Linked DNA regions of Zea mays: regions 2 and 3 are each linked to region 1. The links are chromatin contacts, called in public Hi-C maps. All regions are on one chromosome and are shown on one strand. The core of a region is the stretch at or near the end of the contact, and the rest is flanking DNA. Distances in the headings are between cores, read along the strand shown. Region 1 holds the start of LOC100282420 (golgi SNARE 12 protein). Region 2 has its middle 6.5 kb from the start of LOC111591061. Region 3 has its middle 9.2 kb from the start of LOC100193730.

What was found. A called contact is a pair of places that touch in the nucleus more often than the background predicts.
Region 2: a contact with region 1 is called in a Hi-C map of leaf mesophyll, with 2.4 times the contacts expected there. The contact joins the enhancer-like site here to the promoter of LOC100282420 in region 1. A contact is called at or near these places in 3 of 25 Hi-C or Micro-C datasets (leaf and leaf mesophyll).
Region 3: a contact with region 1 is called in a Hi-C map of ear, with 2.6 times the contacts expected there. The contact joins the enhancer-like site here to the promoter of LOC100282420 in region 1. A contact is called at or near these places in 2 of 25 Hi-C or Micro-C datasets (ear and tassel).

The regions. Positions count from the first base shown.
Region 1 is chr2:185,718,244-185,720,943 of Zm-B73-REFERENCE-NAM-5.0, forward strand. LOC100282420 (golgi SNARE 12 protein) reads left to right here and starts at 1,405. Exons shown (of 5, transcript NM_001155331.1): 1 at 1,405-1,623; 2 at 2,275-2,502; 3 at 2,632-2,700. The coding sequence starts at 1,588.
Region 2 is chr2:185,130,992-185,133,691 of Zm-B73-REFERENCE-NAM-5.0, forward strand. No RefSeq gene overlaps it. Among protein-coding and RNA genes, the nearest start is that of LOC111591061, 6.5 kb to the left of the region's middle. Within about 2 kb of position 1,385, at least 6 of the 20 cell types and tissues checked have an H3K27ac peak or open chromatin away from gene starts, as enhancers often do. A contact at or near this core is called in leaf and leaf mesophyll, where this site is marked.
Region 3 is chr2:186,503,206-186,505,905 of Zm-B73-REFERENCE-NAM-5.0, forward strand. No RefSeq gene overlaps it. Among protein-coding and RNA genes, the nearest start is that of LOC100193730, 9.2 kb to the right of the region's middle. Within about 2 kb of position 1,411, at least 20 of the 20 cell types and tissues checked have an H3K27ac peak or open chromatin away from gene starts, as enhancers often do. A contact at or near this core is called in ear and tassel, where this site is marked.

The DNA.
Region 1 (2,700 bases), core at 155-2,654:
ATTGTGTTTTCTCTGTCGTGCTAATGGGAAGGGAGACGGGTACTCTACAGCTTCTTACGCCTCTATTGCTGACGGGAGAGAAGGGAGCGGATCTGGTGATCCGTGGTAACGTAGTTCTCAATAAAAACGAAGGGATGAACGTCCGGCTAGTTGTTGGAGATATCCACCAGTCACCACTCACCAGCTGCGGTTGTGGCAGAAGATGCCCAGATGTCGCCGCCCACCGTCCACACGTCGCCGGCCGCTTCGACTATTTACAGCCGTCGTCCGTAGGCTCCCTGCAGCGGCTTACCATGGTAGCGCTCGCGGGATAGCAGCGCGCTCACGCCCATCTCCAAGACCGCGGTCGGGTCCCCTGCCATGGCGTGCACAGCCTCGCGCATCTCTCCACGACCCTTGGAGATGGCGTGCTATTCGTGCCTGAAGAAGCGTGGTGCCTATCTGAATCGCTCAATAAATGAAGAGTGAAGCGTCTGTATCACGCTCTTGTTTGCAGCTGATGGCATTGGAGGCCAATACCTATAGAAAGTTGTTTGTTTAGAGTCTCTGTAGATTGCTCATGTGGAGCTTGTGTAGATTGCATTGGAGGCGTGAGTTCTGTTGGCTCATGTGAAGCCTGTAACCCTGAGATATGAAAGGAGGAATAAAGTACAGCTTGTTCATTTTGATTTTGATCAGAAATTGATTTTGTAACCAATATTGTTTGCACATTCAAGCAAATGCATTTGTACAGCTTGTTTGCAAATAAGAATAACAAAAACACTCAGAGCTTGTTTGCACATAAAAATACAGAGCCAACAGAGCCAAATTTCAGCTAACATCCAGTACTACTATTCAGTGTGCTTGTTTGCTTCTCCAAAAAAAAAACAGCAGCAAAAGGATCTTGGCTATGTGATCCTGAACTAGGAGGAAGAAAAGGAATCCAATGTCAGCTTGGCTATGTGAGCCTGAACCTGTCCTGGAGCATACAAACTGTTTTGAGCGGCAAATTCCATTTGATCCCAAACACACTACGTACATGACAACATCAAATTCCCTGCGTTTGTTGAGCGATTACAAACACCGTAGTAATCCTAGCCAACCGTCACGGCGACGGTGCGCGGCGGTCGGCGTGGGCGGCAGTTGATTGCCGTGTGCTGCAGTCGGTTGGCAGGGGTCGGTCGGCGAGGGCGCGGGTCGCCGGAGTGAGCGGCGATCGGATGGACCGTCCGCGTGGACGAATTCTGCAACATTGCAAGCGAGCGTGACGAGCTGAGCGTGGGGTTCTTTGAAAAAAGACCACCGTTGGTTGCCGGATGTGTGGACTTGATGCGCGTTGTGCATTTGTGCACGGGCGGTCGTTTGTGGACCCGATACGAGCCCTCGCCAAACACATCGGCGCATCAGGTTCGGCCACCACCAACCACCCGTTCCGCGCCCGTCCTCGACCCTCCCACCTATTCGCTCGCTCGCTCGCCGTCCGCGCCCGCGCGGGCCGCGAGATCTAGGCCAGTCGCCGCGGCCGTGGCCGCGGGCTGACGGGATCTCTGTCCTCCCGACACGACGAACCTCTAGGAAGGCGCCTAAGACGAGGAGGAAGCGGGGGCTATGGAGGCGTCTTCCTGGGACGCCGTTCGCAAGCAGGTGACCCGGCCCTCGGACCACACGCGCTTTTCTTTCCATCCGCAGTTCCATGGATCCTCTCGGTCCCGCTCTCGCCGTCTCGCGGCTGCGTAGCCCCGTATGGGCCACCCTAGTCTCTACTTGGGATCTGGCTCCCGTCAACTCCGCGATGGAGTGGGGATACAGGTGCGCAGAAGTGAGGAGGGACGATTTTAGAGGAGGCTGCTCTGTTGGTCGTCGAATTCCGTAGGGTACTCGTGTCGGGAGTAAATGCTGTGCCGAGAAAAGCTGAATTGGATTCGTTTCGATGATCCGTTAGTCTAGTTGTTCGCTTGTAACGTCATTTAGCATTTCTCCTAGTGAAGGGGCAACCTGTAGCAACGATGCACTGATTGCAGAATGCTATACTGTCTAGATTTCGTTTCCTGCTTCTCTAAACGAACCTTTCATTGACTTTCTCTGTCTTCCTAACGAAGCCATGTATGTTTACTGGTAATATGATTATAGTGGTTTAAGACTGCCAATGCTCGGAAACATGGCATACTGTATTAGCTAACTTTACGTCTTTGTGGTTTCATGATGCTGTAGGATACTCCTGTTTTTCTTGTCTTGTCTGATTAATGGTGTCTAAGGTTTAGCGTGTTTTGAATGGTTTATTGCCTCCCCTTTCAGGCAAGGAGGTTGGAAGCTCAGTTAGATGACCAAATGATTGCATACCGTAAATTGGTTTCTATGAAATCAGACGGTTCAGAGGACAACATTGAGTCTGATATAGAAAGATCACTGAAGCAGTTACAGCAAGTGAATTCGCAAATGCAAACTTGGGTATCATCAGGAGGTTCTGAAGTTCTTTCTCATACTCTGACTCGTCATATGGAGATTTTGCAAGACCTTACTCAGGTTCTGGTTGCCTCTTAGACTACTAAGTTCCATTCATCATAACTACTTTGAATGTACTGCTAAGAAAGCACCGTATATAACATGACTGTACTCCCATTTTGACACCATGATTTGTTTCATCAAATATAGGAATTCTATCGGCTTCGATCAAGTCTCAGGGCAAAACAACAGCATACTTCTCTCCTTGACTTGAGAGAT
Region 2 (2,700 bases), core at 135-2,634, 590 kb before region 1:
CTTTTTAGAGCCTAAAAATATTATGGGATTGGTGAAACCATGGTCTAAGATAGAGTTTTTAGGTAGGTGTGCTCGTGAACACCTTTTGGCCTAAAATACCATGGTATGCTCTCGGGTCAATTTTTGCAAAAATAGATATTAGCTATATAATTTTGTAAAAGTTGAGTAGCATGTATACAATTTATCCATGCTCAAAATGCTATTGTCCTAGGACTAGAAAATAGTTTTCCAAACAGACCCTTAGGAGTTATGCAACACTTATGAGGTGTTTGGTTTGATGAATCACTCTATCCAAAATGAAGTGGTGCATCATAGATCCATTCTTCAAATTTGGTGGGATGACTCCATTCCACATATTAGTACTAAACAACTAACTATAAAGAATAAGGTGGTGATGAATTAACTCACTCTATTCCACAAACCAAACAAAAAAGTGAGGAGTGAGAAGATGATAGACTATATCATTTCTCAAACCAAACACTACATTAATGCAGTGCAAAATAGTTCATGGCCTACTACTGTGAGACGAGACATGAAAGTTACTATTTACTATCTGATTCACCGTGGTAGAGCAGATTACTATATACTTTTTAGACACTAACGTCATTTCGTTGTATCCATCAGATAACATACTTCGGCAGTCTTAATTTATAATCTGTTTGACTTTTTAACAAAGTCGATTTATTATTTTTTTGCAGAAATTGATACAATCAAAGCTCATACTACGACATTACAATAAAAATAAATAATAATTATAAAATTTATAAAATAAAACAAGCTGATTAAATCGGTAAAAAGTCAAACAAATTATAAATTGGAATAGAGAAAGTATTAAAATAACAATAAGACGTTCTGGGTTCTGGCAGCAAGCAGAACTTGGATTGAAGTATCAAATAATCACTAATAGAAAAGAGCTCAAAGCCTGCGGCACCCATAAATTATCACTGGCGGTTTCAGACTTTCAGTTACCGCGCGCCAGTAAAAAAACCAGGTGGACCCGGCTTGGGAACCGCTACTGGCCCCTAGCACTGGCGGCACTGAAAAACGACAGTACAAACAGCTCTAGAACCGCCACTATAGAGCCTCTGTGTACTAGTGAATGGAACAGTTTAGCCTTGACTTGTGTTCTTTTTTGAATGATACGCAACTGTACTAGGAGAAAAAACAAATCTTTTTTATCCAAGTTAGGTGTATATATAAGCAATATAGATTATCTTTACTAAGTCAAATATACTTCACATACAGATAGACATCATTGCTCTTGGTTACATACACTACGTGAGAAGAGCACGTCAACGGACGGACGACGCGTCCTAGGGTCATCACAAACACGGGTTTGCTGTGTCTACCATAGCGTATTAGCGTGTCGATCTGCTGTAAGGACCGCAACCTATCACATACGTGCAAAAAACACCGCGCCTGTGATGAGCACGTATCACAGACAGTGCAAAGACAACGCGCGCCTGTGATGACAAATTAAAAAACAAAAGAAAAAAAAATTGTGGTCTTATATATATCATACATGGCATCAGATTATATATAGTAGCCAATTGCTAATTAGCAATTGACTCATGAAGTAATATCAAAAGCCATCACAAGTCCCTCCAACAAACTGCAAGTAAACGTACTTTGCTACTGGAACTAAAAAGATAAGAAGCTTAATTCATATATATCAGCAGGATCTTATCTGCTTGATTGTGTTACAGCTTGTAAGAATATCTAAAATCACTGAAAAAAACTCCATGTTAGACAAAAACCTCTGCCTTCCCCTGACTGTTTTCATCCAGATCACCACGCACTAGTTGCAGTTGTGAATATGACGTTTCTCTGAATCCAAAAATAAAAAATATAAATAAACAAAAGATGAGTAAGAGCAAACTTGAGATAAATCATCACTTCTATGATATGAAAATCTAGCCGCTCGAGATGAATAAGATTGGACCTCACATCGTTGAAGTCCAGTTTAGGAGAGGTATGGCATAATCTATGGACAGTTAACCACATAGGAAAAAGGCTACACTGAAAACTAGTGTATGAAGATTAGAATTACTCTTTTTTTAAAGGAAGCGGCAAAAGACTTGCCTCATCAATATATTAGAAGAGAAATAGATACTGAAGACTGAGCAAAAGAAAAAACAAAAAAAGAGAAAAACATACACTAACTCAATCTAACATACACTAAAACTCACAATTTGATCTTTCACCAATTGCATACACTAAAACTCACAATTTGATCTTTCACCAATTGCATAACCTGGATAGCAGATCTTTGAAGTCTATGAAAGATTCTGTTATTTCTTTCTAACCATATATTCCACCAGAAAGAGATGAGGAGTCCATCGAAAATCTTCTTTGACTCCTTGCAGCAACGATTCCTTAATCTCTTCCACCAATCATACAACTACAACGACCCGGGGTTAGAAACGACACTTAGAAAGAACAGATTGGCCCAAGATAGGATCATGTTCCAAACCTCTACAAAAACGGGCAGTCTTTGCCTAAATGAGGCATAGTTTCTTGTGATAAGTTGCAAAGACAACAAATTGGATTGCAAGGCCATCCTCGCTTTTGTAGGTTGTCTGCAGTCAAAATTATGTTATACAACATGGTCCATACGAAAAAACGACATTTTGGCTCAATTCTCGCTTTCCATATAGGAGAAATTTTGATTTTACAAAAATTCGTTGTGAACTGAATTTT
Region 3 (2,700 bases), core at 161-2,660, 780 kb after region 1:
CGAAAATCTGGAGTTAGATATTTTTTTGGTTTCGTGCGTATGGTGTCCCTAGATGTCAACACTACAAGCGTCAATAATCACGAGGCCGTCCGTGTGGGGGGCTTGAACTACCGGATGGAGATAGATAGATAATCTTGGTCGTGGGGGAGGGAAAAAGAGCGAGGAAGGGAGCGACGCCAACACACGTTCTTCCACCTCCAAGAAGGAAGAATTTCGATCCTCATGATTGCACAGTTTCGGTAAGCTCTCTGCCAAAGGACTCGCTATGCGTCGGTTCGATTGGCATGCATGCAGGTGGCTGCACAGGCAGCGGTGTCCCTCGCTTCTCATCAAGGAACCCTACGAGGAAATTAAGCCAGCCGGGGGTACGACGCGGGGAGAGAGTTGCTGACCAATTTGAGGCTGGGACATTGCTCAAATGAATAAATGCAGGCGGACGTTCTTCTGGCGCTGGATAAAACGATGGTACTTACCGAGCACCAAAGTCTTTGGTTCAACTCGGCAAAAATGGTCCGGTCTTTGCGAGCGTTATTTTTCGTTGAGAGTGACACTCGATAAAATATTCTTTGTCGAGTGCCCATGATTTTATATTCGGCAAAGCTCGAGCACTCGATAAAGAGCACGTTTCTGACAGTGCCATGCATTACTCGGTATCACCAGCCTACGTAGCCATTCTTCCTAGGCATGGCGAAGTTGCGCGGGGCACGAGAGCTTGTGGAGCATGCATGCGCGCGGCGCCGATCGAGAGCGGAGTCCTTTATTTGGTGGCTAGCTACTAGCTCTCCACGAGCGTCGCGCCGGATGCGCCACCGCCTACAGGATGACGATGCCCGTGCTTTGTGCTGCCCGGAGGAGCTTACGGCAGAGGATCTCGTTGCATCTATCTGCCTCATGGCTGCACTGCATCCACACGCTGGAGGTGTGGCGCCGAGATCAGTTGCCTTCGGTCGTGATGCATGTCGCGAAATCTAGCTAGTGTTTGGTCTGGAATCTGGATTTGGCTAGTGTTTGGTCCTCACCAGTTTCGAATGGTTTTAGAAGGCTACGCGATCCCAGTGGCGGCTTGCCCTGTTGCCAAATCGATGTACAGCCAAAGCTGGGTAGCAGTTAATACAATAAGGGAGGGGGAGGAGGAACTGAAACTTTGTCTGGACATGCATGACAAAGGGGAAGTCTCTGGATGCATGAGCAAGGAACCTGTGTGTGTGTGTGTGATGATCATGCATGATGAACAACCGGCCATCATTTTGCGGCAACGACAAGCTGATGACGATGGGAGCACCGTCGAGAGGGTTTTATGGGCTGGGGATAGCGAAGAACTTGCCATTTCCTGTTGTTGGAGTCCAACTTGCCTTTTTGTTGGAGTTGGTGGGGTGGGGGGGACTTGGCAGCGAGCCCAGGTCGCTGACGCAGCGACGTAGCAGCAGCGAGCGAGCCAGCCAGCCAGCAGTTATCAGATGGGCCCAAACGAACGCCTCATGTCTCGTTTTGTCTGGACGCCAAGCAAAAAAACAATAAAAAAAGGGCGAAAGGATTTATCAGAGACCTTTTGGCCGTTTGCGATGCGGAGCAGATTGCAGCACGCTCACCTTGTCCTTTAGTTGAGAGTGGTCTGGATCTGGACACGCTGCTGCTACCAAATTAAACCAACGCTTTTCTTTGTCATGGATATGTACGTGTCAAGATGAAGACGGGGTCTGATCAGATCAGAGCCATGACCGTGACTGCACTCCCCCCCCCCCCCCCCCCCCCCCCCCCCCCCCCCCCCCCCCCCCCCCCCCCCCCCCCCGTTCGGTTTGGGCAGATGAGACTGAATCAACTGGCGTCAAAAGGGACGGGGGGATGGAAGATGACAAGGTTGAAGGCCTACTACAACAAACAACCCTACTGCAACGGATCACCGCCCTTGGTAGCAGGGGAGTCCCACACCTCAAACGGAGGACGGGGCCTTATCTTACCTACCAAGTGTTCCAAATAAAAGCGATCGCTGTCACCGCCGGGGTTTTATTATATATAATAATAATAATAGTTTTGGTTCCAGTCTCTCTCGGGATGCGTTTCATAACGGCTTTCCGCGATGTTGTTTTCTGCGATTCAGCGCTTGTAGTTGTTGTACCCCTGGCGAGAAACATCGCAATGGTGATATAGCCGAAATGCTGAACCTTCGCCAGCTTAACGCTCTCACTCACAGCACAAACGGCAACGCCGCGCGTGCCATCTGGACCACGCAATCTTAAACAATTCAATTCACCACACGTATACTATACGGCCCCGTATCTGTATCCTACCGATCCGTTCAGGCAAATCAAGGGCCGTTCCCCCCAGCATTTAAATCGACGGGCGACGACGCGGCGGTGTCGATCCCGCTCCATCGCCGATCCTCTAGAACAACGGCCAGGGGAAGAAAGTCCACCTCCGAACTGGGACACCTATTTACTTGCCACGCAGACTTCGCTCTCCCTCCATTGAATGCGCTTCCCTGCCGCTCGTGCCAAGCTCAACGCCGGGACACGTGGCAGGCAGGGCACGGCCTGGGATGCCCGACGGGAGCTTCAGTGGCTGGACCGCTGTCTGGATGCACCGGCGAGGCCGCCGTTGGCCTGGCGTGAGAGGTTTTATTAAGGGTGTGTCTGGTTTAATGTTAAAGTAGGATGAGGTAGGCCAACAACGTCCCTTCGATTTTTTAGAACTACGTTGCCA